Linked DNA regions of Mus musculus: region 2 is linked to region 1. The links are chromatin contacts, called in public Hi-C maps. All regions are on one chromosome and are shown on one strand. The core of a region is the stretch at or near the end of the contact, and the rest is flanking DNA. Distances in the headings are between cores, read along the strand shown.

What was found. Hi-C and Micro-C count contacts between places; a contact is called where the count stands out from the background.
Region 2: a contact with region 1 is called in a Hi-C map of liver, with 2.4 times the contacts expected there. The contact joins two enhancer-like sites. A contact is called at or near these places in 3 of 39 promoter capture datasets (the C10 cell line, neutrophils and pre-B cells), 1 of 484 Hi-C or Micro-C datasets (liver) and 1 of 115 datasets of contacts at active chromatin or transcription factors (bone marrow-derived macrophages).

The regions. Positions count from the first base shown.
Region 1 is chr15:31,253,049-31,259,943 of GRCm38.p6, reverse strand. All of the region lies in intron 2 of Dap (death-associated protein), which reads right to left. Gm41285 (a long non-coding RNA gene) reads left to right here. Exons shown (of 2, transcript XR_875099.2): 2 at 1-5,028. Among named protein-coding and RNA genes, the nearest start is that of Gm41285, 7.0 kb to the left of the region's middle. Within about 2 kb of position 1,478, at least 27 of the 459 cell types and tissues checked have an H3K27ac peak or open chromatin away from gene starts, as enhancers often do. A contact at or near this core is called in liver, where this site is marked.
Region 2 is chr15:31,579,706-31,587,135 of GRCm38.p6, reverse strand. It overlaps Cmbl (carboxymethylenebutenolidase-like (Pseudomonas)), which reads right to left. Exons shown (of 6, transcript NM_181588.4): 2 at 5,063-5,296; 3 at 3,064-3,171; 4 at 1,699-1,841. The coding sequence starts at 5,277. Among named protein-coding and RNA genes, the nearest start is that of Cmbl, 15 kb to the right of the region's middle. Within about 2 kb of position 3,610, at least 21 of the 459 cell types and tissues checked have an H3K27ac peak or open chromatin away from gene starts, as enhancers often do. A contact at or near this core is called in liver, where this site is marked.

The DNA.
Region 1 (6,895 bases), core at 229-2,728:
CTCTTGGCCGTGTGTGTGTGTGTGTGTGTGTGTGTGTGTGTGTGTGTGGTGTGTGTGTGTGGTGTGTGTAGGTCTCACTCTACTAGGAAGCTAACCCTATAGTTTTGCATTTTGTAATCCCCCAAACACACCTACTGCCTCAAGTCTTGTGTGGACAGTCAAGGAGAATGTTTGACACTGGAACTGCCCTGAAAAACCTGCACCATGTGTCCCCTGCTCTGTAGTAGCAGGGGTGTGAAGCTCTGCTGGCACTGAATGCATCTCCCAGAAGTGAATCTGAAATCCAGAAAGAAGGACCATAGGGAGAGGAGACGCCAGTTTGAGAAACAGCATGGTGAGATGAACGAACATGCAGCTGCCACCTGAAACAGGTTTTCTTAATTCTTACAAACATTTATTTATTTTGTGCGTGCGCGCGTGTGTGTGTGTGTGTGTGTGTGTGTGTGTGTGTGTGTGTGCTGTGTATGTACATGTGTGTAAACATGTGCATGCCGTGGCACATGTATAAGGAACATTTGCAGGAGCTGGTTCTCTGTTCACTTGTTTTGTCCCTGAGATGAAACTCAGGTCATCGGGCCTGGTGGCAAGTGCTGAGCCACCTGCTGAGCCACCTCACCAGCCCAAGCCTGACTTCTGTGACTTGGTTCTCTTTTAAAACGGGGAATATGAGCAATGCTCCCAGATGAAAACACCTGCACTCTGCTGCTTGTTTGATGACAGCTGCTGAAGATGGAGTGGGAGGGTCAACCTCAAGCACGGTTCTCTCACACGCAGGAATGCAGGGGAAGCAAGGCTTCCGTCCGGTCAGGACTCGTTTGGTGCATCCTTGGCACACACTTGCCTTAGTAAGGGATCAACTGGAACAGCAAGGAAACTCCAGCATCTTTTTAAGGCTCAGTAACGGGGCTGGTTATCAGAAACTATCCCAGTACAAACGATTTTGGCGCTGTTGTTTTCAGAAATGACCGCAATGGCGGACGGTACTGTATCTTCTCCCACGCTTTATCCTAAAACAACTGGACAAATGAAAGCACTCCCAACCCCTGCTGTCTCTCTGCTGACCAGCAGAGGGAGAAGGCACTATTCAAGGGGGCCTTGTGTCTTCTGCAGGGTGGCCATGCCTCCGCAGCACAGTCTGGGTTTTGGGGTCTGTCCTGGTGTAGAGACCAGCAGTGACCTCTTTCATTCGGGCCCACCACACTAAGCACATGCAGGCCACTCGAAGATGAGACACGAGTCTAGAATGCTCCTCACCTCTACTCCCGCTCGTAAGACTTCCATCTTCCCGTGGAACCAATGCTCACACACCCTCTCCTCACTCTGACCTTGATAGTCGAGCCAGCTGGTAAATACCGGCTTCAAAGGCGACCACACATGCTACCTTTCTGTACTTTCCCCGACTCTCCGAGGGCAGAGCTGCTGCACTGCCAGCTGTGTTTCCGTAAGAGCCTCCCACTTAACCAAACACGATGAAGGCTTCTAGACCCTGGCTCCCTCTGGAGGTCAAGGACTAGGGGGAGTTTGTGAACTCAGCGTCCAGCACACTGCTTGGTACACACAGATGTTCCCCAGATGCTAGGAGCATCATCAGAGAGTGACGTTAAGCTTACAAAAGTTTTTAGTGGCACGGAGGTAGTTAAGGAACCAGAGGTGGCTAACCCCCGTTCACTTCTGAGAACTGTATGCAGATAGTTGTGCAAGGAACCAGAGGTGACTAGCCCCTGTTCCCGTCCGGGAATTGTATGCAGCTGCTTGGGCGCTGTCAGCCTCAAAGGCCTTCGAAAGAGTGACTGGAGATGTGTGGGTCGTTACCCAGCAATCCAGCTGAGCTGCATCCATGGGCCATGGGCTGCTACTCACTCTAGAGCCCAAGGGAACGGGTTCTCTCTCCAGCTTCTGTGTAATCTCGTGCCTCTCACAGCGAGCTCAGGCTAAGGAGCATTTCTTCAGAGAACTGGAGAATAGGGGAGGGGCCATGATAGGGACATTAGGTGGGGGCAGAAAGGAAGAGAAGGGCCTGTTGTGTATCTGTTCAAGAGACTGAGTTAAACTTATCAGGAACTTGCCCTGTGCCCCTGCCCCACGCTGACTCGTGGCACTGGCCAGCAATGGCTGGGTCTCTTCAGAGGACTCCTGCTGTATGTTCCTAAAAGTCTGGGATAGTTCTGAAAGTCCAGGTGACCAGCATCAGACTCTGTGGCACAGAAGGTTCTCATGTAAAGAGATTGATGTCACTCATGACTAGAAACTCAACTCAATGCAAAGAAGATCACTACCTCAAAGGCCTGTTCTCAAGACAGAGCTGTGAGGCTGCCAGCCTTGTCTTCAACAGAAAATCTGGTGTGCTGTCTCCACAGCTAAAATCTCTAACACCAAAGACTCCCTTCTTATCTGGGACAGCTTCCAACTACTGGGCCCAGTTACTGTGTGGAGACAGAAGACAGCCATTTCCACAGTCATTGAGCAGTAAGGGCTGGAGGGAGGTCCAAGGTCTGTGAGGAATGGCTCACTTGTGGGTGTTGGACCACCCTGAGAAGACAGCACCCCCCGCCCCCCTCAGGAAGCTTGCTTATTGAGGCATGGAAGGGTCTTCTTACATACAGTGCATTTTTCTTTAGGGTCTCATCTGTCTCATCTTACACAAAATCCGAGTGTAGGATACTGAATGTTTGTGCTGATCTCCAGGGCTCAGAGAAGAACCCGGCTCTCTCTAGACTCGGAGCAGCCCTGCCTGTGGGCAGGGAGCACAGCTCAGACTCCTAGGTATGGAGCCCTCCTGCGTGCTGTGCAGCAGGTACTGTGAACTAGGACGAGTGTGTGGGATTCAATTTTAGAATTCTGGAAGTGTCATTTTGAGAGAGTAACCTGGTCGACTAAGCTCTAAAAAGACTCCCCTAACAATTAAAAGCAATAGACTGAAGGAGCCATATGGGATGAATAAATTATTAAACTACTAGGAAGTTGCTATAAATATGCATGCAATTCAATAATTCATAATGGACGAGCGCAAGAAAGCTCTGCTGGCTTTAGCAGCAGCTAGCATCCCAGGGCATGTGCCATGGCCTCTCGACAGACAAGCCTGGGTGCAGGCGCGGGAGGAGCCTTCTGCCTTCTGGAGAGAAGCCCTTAGCACTCGTGCCATGCCTGTGAGGAGCACTGGAGACCCGAGAGCCTTTTCCTGAACTGAGGGACAGAGCACGCCCCTCAAGCACGCAGGACGGGAGAAGGTACAGGGAGCTCTCAGCTCCCTGCCTCAGTTTCCACTGCAGCTCCCATCTCTTCAACCAGGAACCACCAGGGCTTCCAGAACTCTGTTTCTCAAGGAGGCAGGCCGTGCGTATGTGCTGCAGTGCGCATGTGGAGGTCAGAGGACAACCTTTGGGAAATGGTTCTCTTTCCACATTACTGAGGCAAGCTATCTGTTGTGTGGGCTGCTCTGGGATACTCCTGGGTAGCTAGTGCACGAGCTCTTGGGTGGGTCTCCCGTCTCTACCTCCCATCTTGCTATCATAGATGCCTCTGCACTCAGGTTTTGGGGGAGGCGAGTTCGTGAGGCTTGCACGCAAGGACCTTTAAAACGCCCCACTTTTACCCTCATACATGTGTGTACAGAACACAGCATTATCCTGAGGAGGGTAAGTAAGGACTCACCTCTGTGGTACCGGCGTGAGCACGCGCACTTCAGCCTGGACATGTGAGGATCACACAGATTTCCAATCTGCACGGCTCCTCTGCCTGCCCCAGTGTTGCTGGCCTTTCTGCTCCTTGAATCCTGGGCCTTTCCCTTGTACTGCACGGACACTTATGGCAGTCCCACCCAAGGATCTGCACAGGGCAACACTGGCTTCTCATTTAAACACACCTGCCACTCCAAGGGGATGGTGCAACCACCAGCCTTGGCTTGCTCCTTTCTGCACTGACACTGCTGAGTACAAACACTCTGGCTTGTGGCTTTACAGTCTTTCCCTGATGCCTGTGCATGTCTGCCCACAGTTCCTCGGCTGTCAAGTGTATGCACGCCAGGAATGCGCAGCACTGACTTCATCCCGTGCAGCGGAGGCAGATCTAGCCTGTGGCCATAGGACTCTGTGTATCTGTTGACCTCAGAATGGTGGCTCAAGATCTCTTTGGTCTTTTGGTGTGATTGCTGGGACCCCTGGTCACCAAAGCTTTAGGAACTCTGCTTCCTTATGTGTCTCTTGCAGAGAGACAACAGACAGACTGACAGAGTTTTTTGTTTTTTTTTTTGTTTTCTTTTTTTTTTTTTTAAAGCTGCCTACTGTTACATAAGCAGTGATGGGAGATTCAGGATCCAAACTCTCAGGTTGTCACCAGAGCCTGGACTTCTAGCCATAGATGATGCTCTTCAAAATTCAAGGCCTCAAACGCAGCACAGTTTCTGTTAAGCTACATGAAACACCCCAAGGCTAGCTGCTGAAGGATTGGTCCCCAGTTGACAGTGCTATTCTTGGAGGTTCTGGAAACCCATGAGAAGTGGAGGCTGGCTCGAGAAGGTCACTGGGGAAAGCCCTGGGGCTGGCCCTTGCTCCTGCCCTCCCTCTCTGCCTCTTGCCAACATGTTCTTACAGCCATGATGCTCTCTCTGTCTCATCTTGGATTCAGACCCGGCGAGCTGAGGACTATGGATTGAAACCGTGAGCCAAAATAAATAACTCCGCCCTTTAGCTTGTTCCCTTTGGCACTTGTCACAGTAATGGAAAGAGTGACAGCTACACTGGAGGGCTGTGAGGAGGGTGGGTCTGTGACAATAGAACAGCTGTGACCGCTACAACAGGTCCCCAGACCCTGTAACCAGACACACCATGGCACAGAAGGTGTGCTCCTAACAGGTGCGTGGGCTTTCCGACAGACTATAGCTTAGCTCTTTCACAATTGGAAGTTTATGTTTGCTGGGGGAAGGGCTACAGACGACAGGAGGAAGATGGCAGGAGAACATTAAAAACCCTTAAGAAGACTAGACTTTGGAAGGGAATTAGAAATATCCTATAATAAAGATCTGTAAAGTAATAACTGGTATGTTTATGACAAACATTTCTTGTGCGTCAATCACGTTGCCCTCAGACAGGCTTGCGCTGCCATGCGATCTTAGAGGAGCACCATGCTGCTTTTTCCGGTCTGCAGAAACAGACCACACCGCCTGCTGTTCAGTAGCGGCACCGGCTGCTGAGGTCTTGCACCACGAGGGCACATCTTGCCAACGGTTGCTGTTGACACACAACAGACATGGTCCTTCGAAGACAGAGATGAGCCACTTGCTATGGAAGACAAACAGAGGTGCAGGTCTAGCGATGCACACCTGTCCTGTCTATACACCTCACTCTTGCCTGGTGTCCAAGACCCAGATGGAGCAGACTCCCAGACAGGGGCGCAGCAATCAGGCAAGACACCACGTAGTTGCCACAGTTGGAGAAGGTTTTCACATGCTCTGTCACCTCCCAGGTATGGTCACGAGTGTCCCAGGATATTGCTGGAAGGTGTTGAGCAGTAGACAGAGCAGTGTTGTTGGGTGCATAGAACTATGTGGCTTTCTTTAAGGCAAGGGCCTTTCTTTAACTAGGCCCCATGCTACAGCACACTGTGTGTGAACAGGATGGAGTCTGTCTGGTGCCCAGCATCCTTTGACTATGAGACTCGTTATATAAGTGCTTGTTACGCCCAGTGTACTTTGACAATGCTGTACAAAGTGTGTTCTCAGCCCTGCGCCTAGCTCAGCTGGAGCTGGAGTCTGGGGCAGATGGTGCCTTTCACTGGAACCTGTGCCCTGGCCAGGGGAAAATGCCCAGGCTGTGGCAAAAGTGAGTCAGGCTGGAAACTTAGACTGCTTGCCAGCTGCTGTACCTTCATGTTTTCAACTCAAGCGGTCCCAGCCCCAGCCTCTCTCAGGGGAACAACAGGATACCTCTGGGTAGATGAGCCAGTTACAGCTGACAGGACATCAATGCATACCCACTGCTGAGAATGGCCCAGTGACCACCACCCATAAAATGCCGCATCTTTCCACGTGAGAGATTTCTATCTTATTTCATTTCTGACCCAGAAACTCAGGCTCTAGGGGACGGGATGTCTTTCCACCATCACAGACCGGAGGCTAGCAACACCTAAAGCTCCCTCCCTAGCTATACACCCACCATGCTGCACCCTGCCCTAAGGCTTGGGGGGTAGGGTGGGGATGCTGGACATCAAGAGCGGTCCCTCCAGCCAGCAGGCTGCTTGGTGTACTCAGTGACAGTCCTGGAGCCAATGAGGTGGTGCTGGCTCCTCACTTAGAAATGACTAGGGCAGGGAGAGAGGCAGGCCTTCTGACTGCACGTGGAAAAAGCATAGTCAGGTTTGAAGGTTGGATGGCAGGGGGCGCCTCAGTCTGCTCAGCGTTTCCTGCTTGAAAATGGAGAGGGGAACTGAGCCTGGCAGCAGCCCTACACCCCACGGCTCTGCTCTACCCTGAGGTGTAGAAGCAGGCCAGCGATGAGTTAGTTCCCAGGTGGCATCTGTTGACCTTAAGACCCACTACTGACAATGTCCCGAGGACCTGGCGAATGTCCTTCTTTTTTATTTTGGTGGAGATGGGGACCCAACCCAGCTTTGTGCACGCCAGGCAAATGTTCTCCTGACCATTGAGCTATATCCCCAGCCACTCATAAATATTCCTCGAAAATTATCTTATTTTTACTTTGTACTTTTGCCTGCATGTATGTCTGTGCACCACATCCTGGAGACTAGATGGTGTTAGGTTCCCTGGAACTGGAGTTACAGATGGTTCTGAGCTGCCGGGTGGGTGCTGGGAATTGAACTTGGGTTATCTGGAGCAGTCAGTGCCCGTAACTGCTAAGTCATCTCTCTGTCCCTCCCCTGATACTTGTTGAAAATAGCTATT
Region 2 (7,430 bases), core at 2,361-4,860, 330 kb before region 1:
TGCCAGGCTTAGGGCAGCCCACTGGTGCCTTTGGTTGGAAAAAGGCAAGTCCATGCTCTGTTGGGAGAATGGGCAGGAAAGGACTAGTGAGCTGGCTCACTTGCCCCACAAGCCTGATCCCAGAACCCACATCAAGTTGTTCTCTGGCTTCCACACAGGCATTGTTGTGTGCAGGCACACATGATCAATGATTTTAAAAGATGAAAGGAAAAACAACTTTTTTCCTGCTTCCTGCCACTGTGAGAGCAGAGCTAAGTAACACACAGTGTCTCTCCTCCCTGTGACTCCTCTCCAGAAGACGTCGAGCCATTGAAGGGATATCAGTCCTCCCTGCACAACTCTGACAAAGCCAGATAATAGGTCTGGACATTCAGTGGATGTCTCTTTTTCCTGCCATAACCTGCCACTCACATGCACAGCAGCAGCCAGCAGGTGGCGCTAGAAAGGCATGCATCCAGGACCACCTTTTAATTTACCCATAGACACCATTGGCCTGAAAATTGGCTGGTCTCGTACTAGTGATTTATTGCATTTGTTTTATGTAAGACTAGCTCTCACTATGTAGCTCATGCTGGCCCAAACTTTTCAATTCTGCTTCAGCCTCCCAAGTACTGGGGTCACAAGTACCATGCCTCACTTTATCTCCTTTTGTGTAAGAAAATATTTTGTTTTGTTTTGTTTTTTTTCCTTAGTGCTAATAGAAGATGAAACACCATGTCCGGGAGTTCAAGCGCCAGATAGAAACAGCTTGTGAATGTGTAACTTTGAAAGAGCAGTCAACTTTCCTATATTTGTTTTTGGCATATTTTAGTCTGGATGCTTTTGAATTGTACATTCAGTGTGCTGTTTCTGTCAACCGATAAAGGGTTCTTATCTCATAGTAAAAACAACTTTGTTTCCTGTTGGCTAAAATGTAAATGTTGGGGCTGAAGAGATGGCTCAGCAGGTAGGAGCACTGGCTCCTCTTCCAGAGGACCCATATTCAATTCCCAGCACCCACATCGCGACTCACAACATTAAGCACAGGGGATCTGACAACCTCTGCTGGCCTTTGTAAGCACCAGGGCACACACATGGGCATGACATGCATGCCCATACCAGACTCGGGAGGCAGAGGCAGGTGGATTTCTGAGTTCGAGGCCAGCCTGCTCTGCAGAGTGAGTTCCAGGACAGCCAGGGCTACACAGAGAAACCCTGTCTCGAAAACAAAAACAAAAATCTGCTAATTAAAAAGAAAGTTAAAGTTGCTGTTTGTGGTTTGCATGCGTGAGTGTGTATGTGTGTGTGTGCGCACGCGCACGCGCACATGAGTACGCACAGACTTGTGAACGGGTGCACATACACATGAGAGGTCAGATGACAACCTTGGACATGTTCCTAAGGGAGCCTTTCCACCTAGATTTTTGAGACAGGATCTAGAACTTATCAAGTAGGCTAGGCAAAGTGACCAGTAAAGCCCAGAATATCACCTGTCCCTTTCTCTCTTAGCATGAATTCTGGGGACCAAATTCAGCATCTCACACTTGCAAGACAAGAGCTATACTGACAGAGCCATCTCCCCAGCTCTATTTTTAGATTCTGAAAACCATGCTAAGCTGGTTTACCACACGCCATCGGGTTTTGTATTGCAGCATGTGGGAGAAGCCTGTCACTCAACCTTCCCCTGCTTTCCCTGAGTAAAATGTGCTGGGCACTTACCATAGACAGACACCCCCGCCCTGATGTCCGGGTATGCCGTCATCACTTGGTGCACCACAACACCCCCCCAGCAGAAGCCCACAATGCCAATCTTCTGAGCATGACACTGTTGTCTCAGATACCTCAAGACAGCATCAACCTCCCTAGAACAGAAAGAGAAAGGCATTGCAGACAGAGCTGCCCGGGCGGACCCTCAGGGTCGCTGGTAACTGGAATGTCTCAGTGAATAGTACTTGATGTTTGTGATTTCTCTGGTGGTGAGAGCCAGAATTTCCTAGAAAGGAGCTGTGACATCAAGGCTCACTGACTGCTTAAAACTCAGTGGCTATAAGGAGTCTGGGATGTTGCAGGTCTGGAGCCCGATCACAGTTTATCTTGAGCTACCTTTAGCCCATTAGTGAGCCATTCTTTGCCCCTGTGTGTTGGCTCGAACTCCTGTAATTAGCAGATAAAGTCAAACCTATCACCCTGATAAGTAGATTAAAAGAGAAAAAAAAAAACCTTTGGAATGTATCAACTCAACAAAATTGTGTACTCCACCAATCAAAGATCTAAGAATGCTATCAGATCACATCTGGGTCTCATAGCTGAGATTACTCTGCTGCAACCGCCCAATTAATGTTTCCACCAATGTCTTTGGAAAGTGTCTTGATTTTGAATCTGTCTTTGTTCTGTTACTATAAAAAACAACAACAATAGCAACAAGTTCATGGTAGAATGTAGAATTTGGGGTAAACTAAATCTCTGCAGCTTGTAGCTGACCAATCAGAGAAGCTTATAGCTAACCAATCAGAGAAGAGCAATCTCCTCATCAGAATGAGTTTTCAGGATGGACTACAGAGCCAACGGGGTGGGGGATGATGCTCTCCAGGTTGCTGGGAGAGAGGCTATGGACCAATGGGCTGCCGCTGAGGTGGGGACTTTCCTGAGGATGAAGCCAGCATACAGGAAGTGGGGCAGAGCTGTGATGGACAGATGAGAGCTGGGCCACTTCCCACTTGATCCCAAACTACTTTCTTTGGTTCTATAAATCAATATCTCTTTTAACTGCTGATCCACTTGGGATAGGTGTTCTATCACTTGCAACCAAGGACTTAGGTGGACACAGGACTTTGAATTCATCACTTCTAAGGAAATGAGCAGCTGTGCTTGCTGGGGCAGTGTGGCAAAGAGCATGTATCAGCCTCCATCCTATAGTGTGCTGGACCAAAACTCTTTCCCATCATGCTGTTGGAAGGACTTCATCTAGAGCCAAGTGAAGTCATGGTGGGGGAGGGAGAGGGAGAGAGGGAAGGCAGGAGCTCAGCTTGTCTGTTCCCTCCCTGGGCTACATCCAGTACAAAACCAAGCCTCTTGGAAACTTACCGATTGACTTTTCTGGCATTTCTTGATTTCAACCACGCGGGGAAGGTGGACCAGTCACCAGCTGGGTCCCATGGCTCTTGACCCACAAAGAAGTCTGGGACAATAGTTCTGTAAAATATGGGCGTGAATCAACCTTTGAGTCACCTGGACTCAGTGTCCTGGTTTATTAGATACCATGTTGAGTTGCCAATTCTAGGCAGAGGGAAGGGAAAGCCTTGGCCACGAAGGCCATCCTTTGTTGCGACAGAGGTCATCTGCTGCAGGCCACATTGCCTCAGATTCCACAACTGCAAGTACATAGCTTCCAGCAGTTCTGGTGTGACCCTGCTCTAGCAAGTGAGAGGACCATCAGCAGGGACACTTCTTAAGAGTGATTCCAGTGAAGAAGGAGGGAAAACTAGACCTATGGGCAAAGGGTGTGTCCTGTCAAAGGTCCTGCCTCGATGAACTTAGTTGGTCTTCTCAGCCAGTCCAGGACTTTCTTGGTCTTAAACACTGGCTTTGGCCAAAGGGCACCCCTGAGGGCACACTCATCACTGTGATCGAGTAATACGGTCCATTGTCTGCACAAGCTGGCAAACAGTTTCCTGCCCCAAGAGTAAGGTCCATAGCAGGTTCTAGAACAGGCTACGGGAAGAGTAAACAAGTAAAGGCTAATGCCTGAGGTTGTCCTCTGACCTCTAAATGCTCACAACGGTGAACACGAACCTTCAATCATACGCACATATATATGTCATTGTATACACACACACACACACACACACACACACACACACATCATATAAAAGATCAAATGATAGCTCACCCAGCAATGGGCAACTCAGTCTGGAAATCATGGACATCACTAATCCTAGTAACTTTACTTACTCTCAAACAAACTGAGCCTTGGCAGTGCAGCAGAGGGTTCCTTAAAACACAGCCACGGGTAGCTCGTTACTTTGGGAGACTGTGGCCCTAGCTCCATCCATCCTGACTTGGCTTTTAGAAGAACAACATGAATGAACTCCAGTGTGAAGTCCTGCCTCTGTCCTCTCAAGACAAGTCCCTCTGCTGCACAGGGAGGCAGAGCACCAAGGCCCGAGCCTGACAGGCCAGGTTGAGGTCTCAGTACCTTGTACTGTAGAGAAAACTTGACAAGTAACTGACCACTTTTATCTCTCACACTTTTAAACAAAAAAGTATCTATTTTTATGAGTGTTTGTCTGCATACAGAGTGTGTACTACGTACATACCTGGTTCCTGCAGAGGCCAGAAGATGGTGTCAGACCCCCTGTACCTAGTTACAGATAGCTGTGAGCTGCCATGTGTGTTGTCTGAACCAAACCTGAGTTTTCTGCCAAGCCGTCAAGTACTTGTAACCACTGAGCTATCTCTCCCGCCCCAGGGCTCACATTCCTGACCAGACCAACAGAAGTGTGGACTGTCCAGCCTCAGATGGCTTGAGGGTAAGTAAATGAGAACCATGAACAAGCAAGAGCCCCGGAAGGTGGAGTTATCTTCCTGCCTGTGTTATATATCCTCGCTGTAGTACGTAAGGACTCTCCTACGACAACAGGCATTGCCCCATTCAAGCAGCTGCTTATGGCTCACCCAGAGCAACTGAGAACCTCTGTCTTCATGCTTTGACTTCCCAATCTGCAATATGGGGACGGTAATATCCATCCCTCCCAGGGCCACTAGAAGGGGAGGGTCCCTGTCCATGTTGGCTATGATAGGTATATTTGGAGGCTTCCCCAGGGAATTGTCCCACTCTCTGTAGGGCTGGGTACCCTGGGGACCTGATGTCCTGGGATTCTGTTGGGAAGAGTTGGCTGTACAAGGTTAGAGTTAAATTTCAAAGGACAGTTCCCACATCCCACCAAGGATCAGCGAGATAACAAAATAGATAATGTAAACGATAATGTAACTCAAGCTGTGCTGGGTTTTGGATTTGCCTTTCTGAAGCAGACCAAATGGACCACAGAAATCGACATGCATTTAAGCAAAGAGCAGAACTTACGTGTATCCATTTCTGGCAATCATGTCAGCCATATACCTGGTGTTGGGCAGCTGCCAGCCAAATATATCCTGGACGACAATCACGGCTTTGCCTGCATCCACGGGGGACCGGGTGACATATGCCTTGATGTGCTCAACCTGAACTTCGTGGCCCATGCCACCATACTCTAGTTTGTGACCAATGTCACATGGGCAAGGGTTAGCTTCGTTAGCCATTGGGGTCTTGACGTCAGGGCTATGGAGGGAATGGAATATTCATCAAACACTGAGTGATTCATATCTAAGGTTAATCTATGCTAAATAAACTATAAATAAACTCAGTGGTGTGATGGCTAATGTCGATCAAACTGGAAATGTAGCTCAGTTGCTAGAGCTGCTCACTAGTGTGCATAAAGCCTGGAATTAGATTCCTAGGACTTCATAAACTAGGTATGGTGGTGCACACCTGTAAAACCAATGAAGTCAGGCAAGCATAGGGAATAGTTTAGCAACTTAGGACTCCACTTGGGTTAAGCTATGCACACACTTCAGCCTTTGGATGAAGATGTAGAACTCTCAGCTCTGCCTGCGCCATGCCTGCCTGGATACTGACATGCTCCCACCTTGATGATAATGGACTGAACCTCTGAACCTGTAAGCCAGCTCCAAGTAAATGTGTTTTGGTTTTTTTTTTTTTTTTATAAGACTTGCCTTGGTCATGGTGTCTGTTCACAGCAGTAAAACCCTAACTAAGACAGAAACTAGTACCAGGGACCGGGGTATTGCTTTGATAGGCCTGACCATGCTTTTATTTGAAAGAATGTGGACTTTTGGACTTTGGATTTGGAACTCAGTGGAATACTTTAAATGCGGCTTAATGGGTCATCCTAGTAGGAATATGGAAGACTTTGTTGCTGGGAGTGATTTGAACTGTGTTGACCTGGCCCAAGAGATTTCAAAGGAGAATAATTTCAGAATGTGGCATAAAGACTGTTTTTGTGGTATTTTGGTGAAGAATGTGGCTACTTTTTGCCCTTGTCTGGAAAGTCTGCCTGAGGCTAAGGTGAAGAGACTCAGATTAATTGCATCGACAAAGAAAGTTTCAAAAAAGCTCAGCAGAGATTTTGTTTTCTGGTTAAGTCTTATGAAGAGAAGTTTGAACAAGCATAGCAAGCTTAGAAAGGAAAAATATAAAATATATGGTTCGAGTATTAAAGGCATACCAGGAAGTGAAATGGGGCAAAATCCTGTGTTCTAGGAGATAACAGATTAAGGGAGTGGGACCTTGAGGCAAGACCCTACCCAGCTAAATTTAGATCCAGGCTTGGTGGTACACACCTTTAATCCCATGAGACAGGCTTGCTGATCTCTTCGTTCAAGGCCAATCTACAGAGCAAGACCCAGGATAGCCAAGCTTAGGCAGTGAAGGATTTGGAAAACAGAAAGCCAGTGACAATGTAATAGTACAAGCGGGTCATGTTCTAATTCCTGCAAGCAGCAGAACTCGTCAGCTTCAGTCCTGTGGCTCTGGCTCTAGAGTTAAGAATGGAAGGAACTACTGGGTCAGTTGATGCTGGTTAGCTGGAGCTAAGAAATTAGCAGTGATTATGAAGAGACCAGCATCACTGAGGTGAAATCTTCTGGGACATGTTTTCTGGGAGCACAAAGAAGTTGTGTTCTAGACAATAGCCAAGGTTGTACCTCGTACTGCAGCTGGACTTGGTAATGTGTAAGAGTCACCCAGGTGATACTGGTTTTGAAGGCATGAAGGTGTCATGAAAAACAGCTGAGGCTTGGCACTGTGAGAGGTCATGGAAGGCCATTGGAGAAGGTATAGCCTCAGCTGTAGTTGATGACCCAGGACTGAAGGGGTCAGGCAAAGGATTTGATGCTTGGCACCATGGAGAGAGCCTATGAGAGGCTATTGGTGAAGCCTAGTTGGAGTGGAACACCCCAGTGTATTGGAGATGTCAGTACCATGGAATGATCACAAGAACAGCAGCTGTAATGGAGTGATCAACCTGAGTTTAGAGTGCTACAGAGGGCAGAGTTGGAGAAGTGATGCCAGCCCTTAGGAGGAATCCAAAAGATCAAGTGGAATCCCAGACACTGAAACAAGAAGCTGTAACATTGAAATTGCCTTGGAGACTCAAAGATGTTAAAGATGCCAGAGCCATGGGATACATGCTGAGGAAAGCTGCTAACAGGGTGTGGAACTAACCCAGGAGAAAGCAGTTTGTTGCAGTCAACAAAGATGAAAAAGGAATGGAGATCTGAAGACTGCTTTGACATCAGCCATGGAGATGCAGAGTTTGGAGTTTGCCCAGCTGGTTTCCTGCCTTGCTTTGGAGATTACAGTTAATTAGTTGGATGAATCTCAGAAGAGCCCT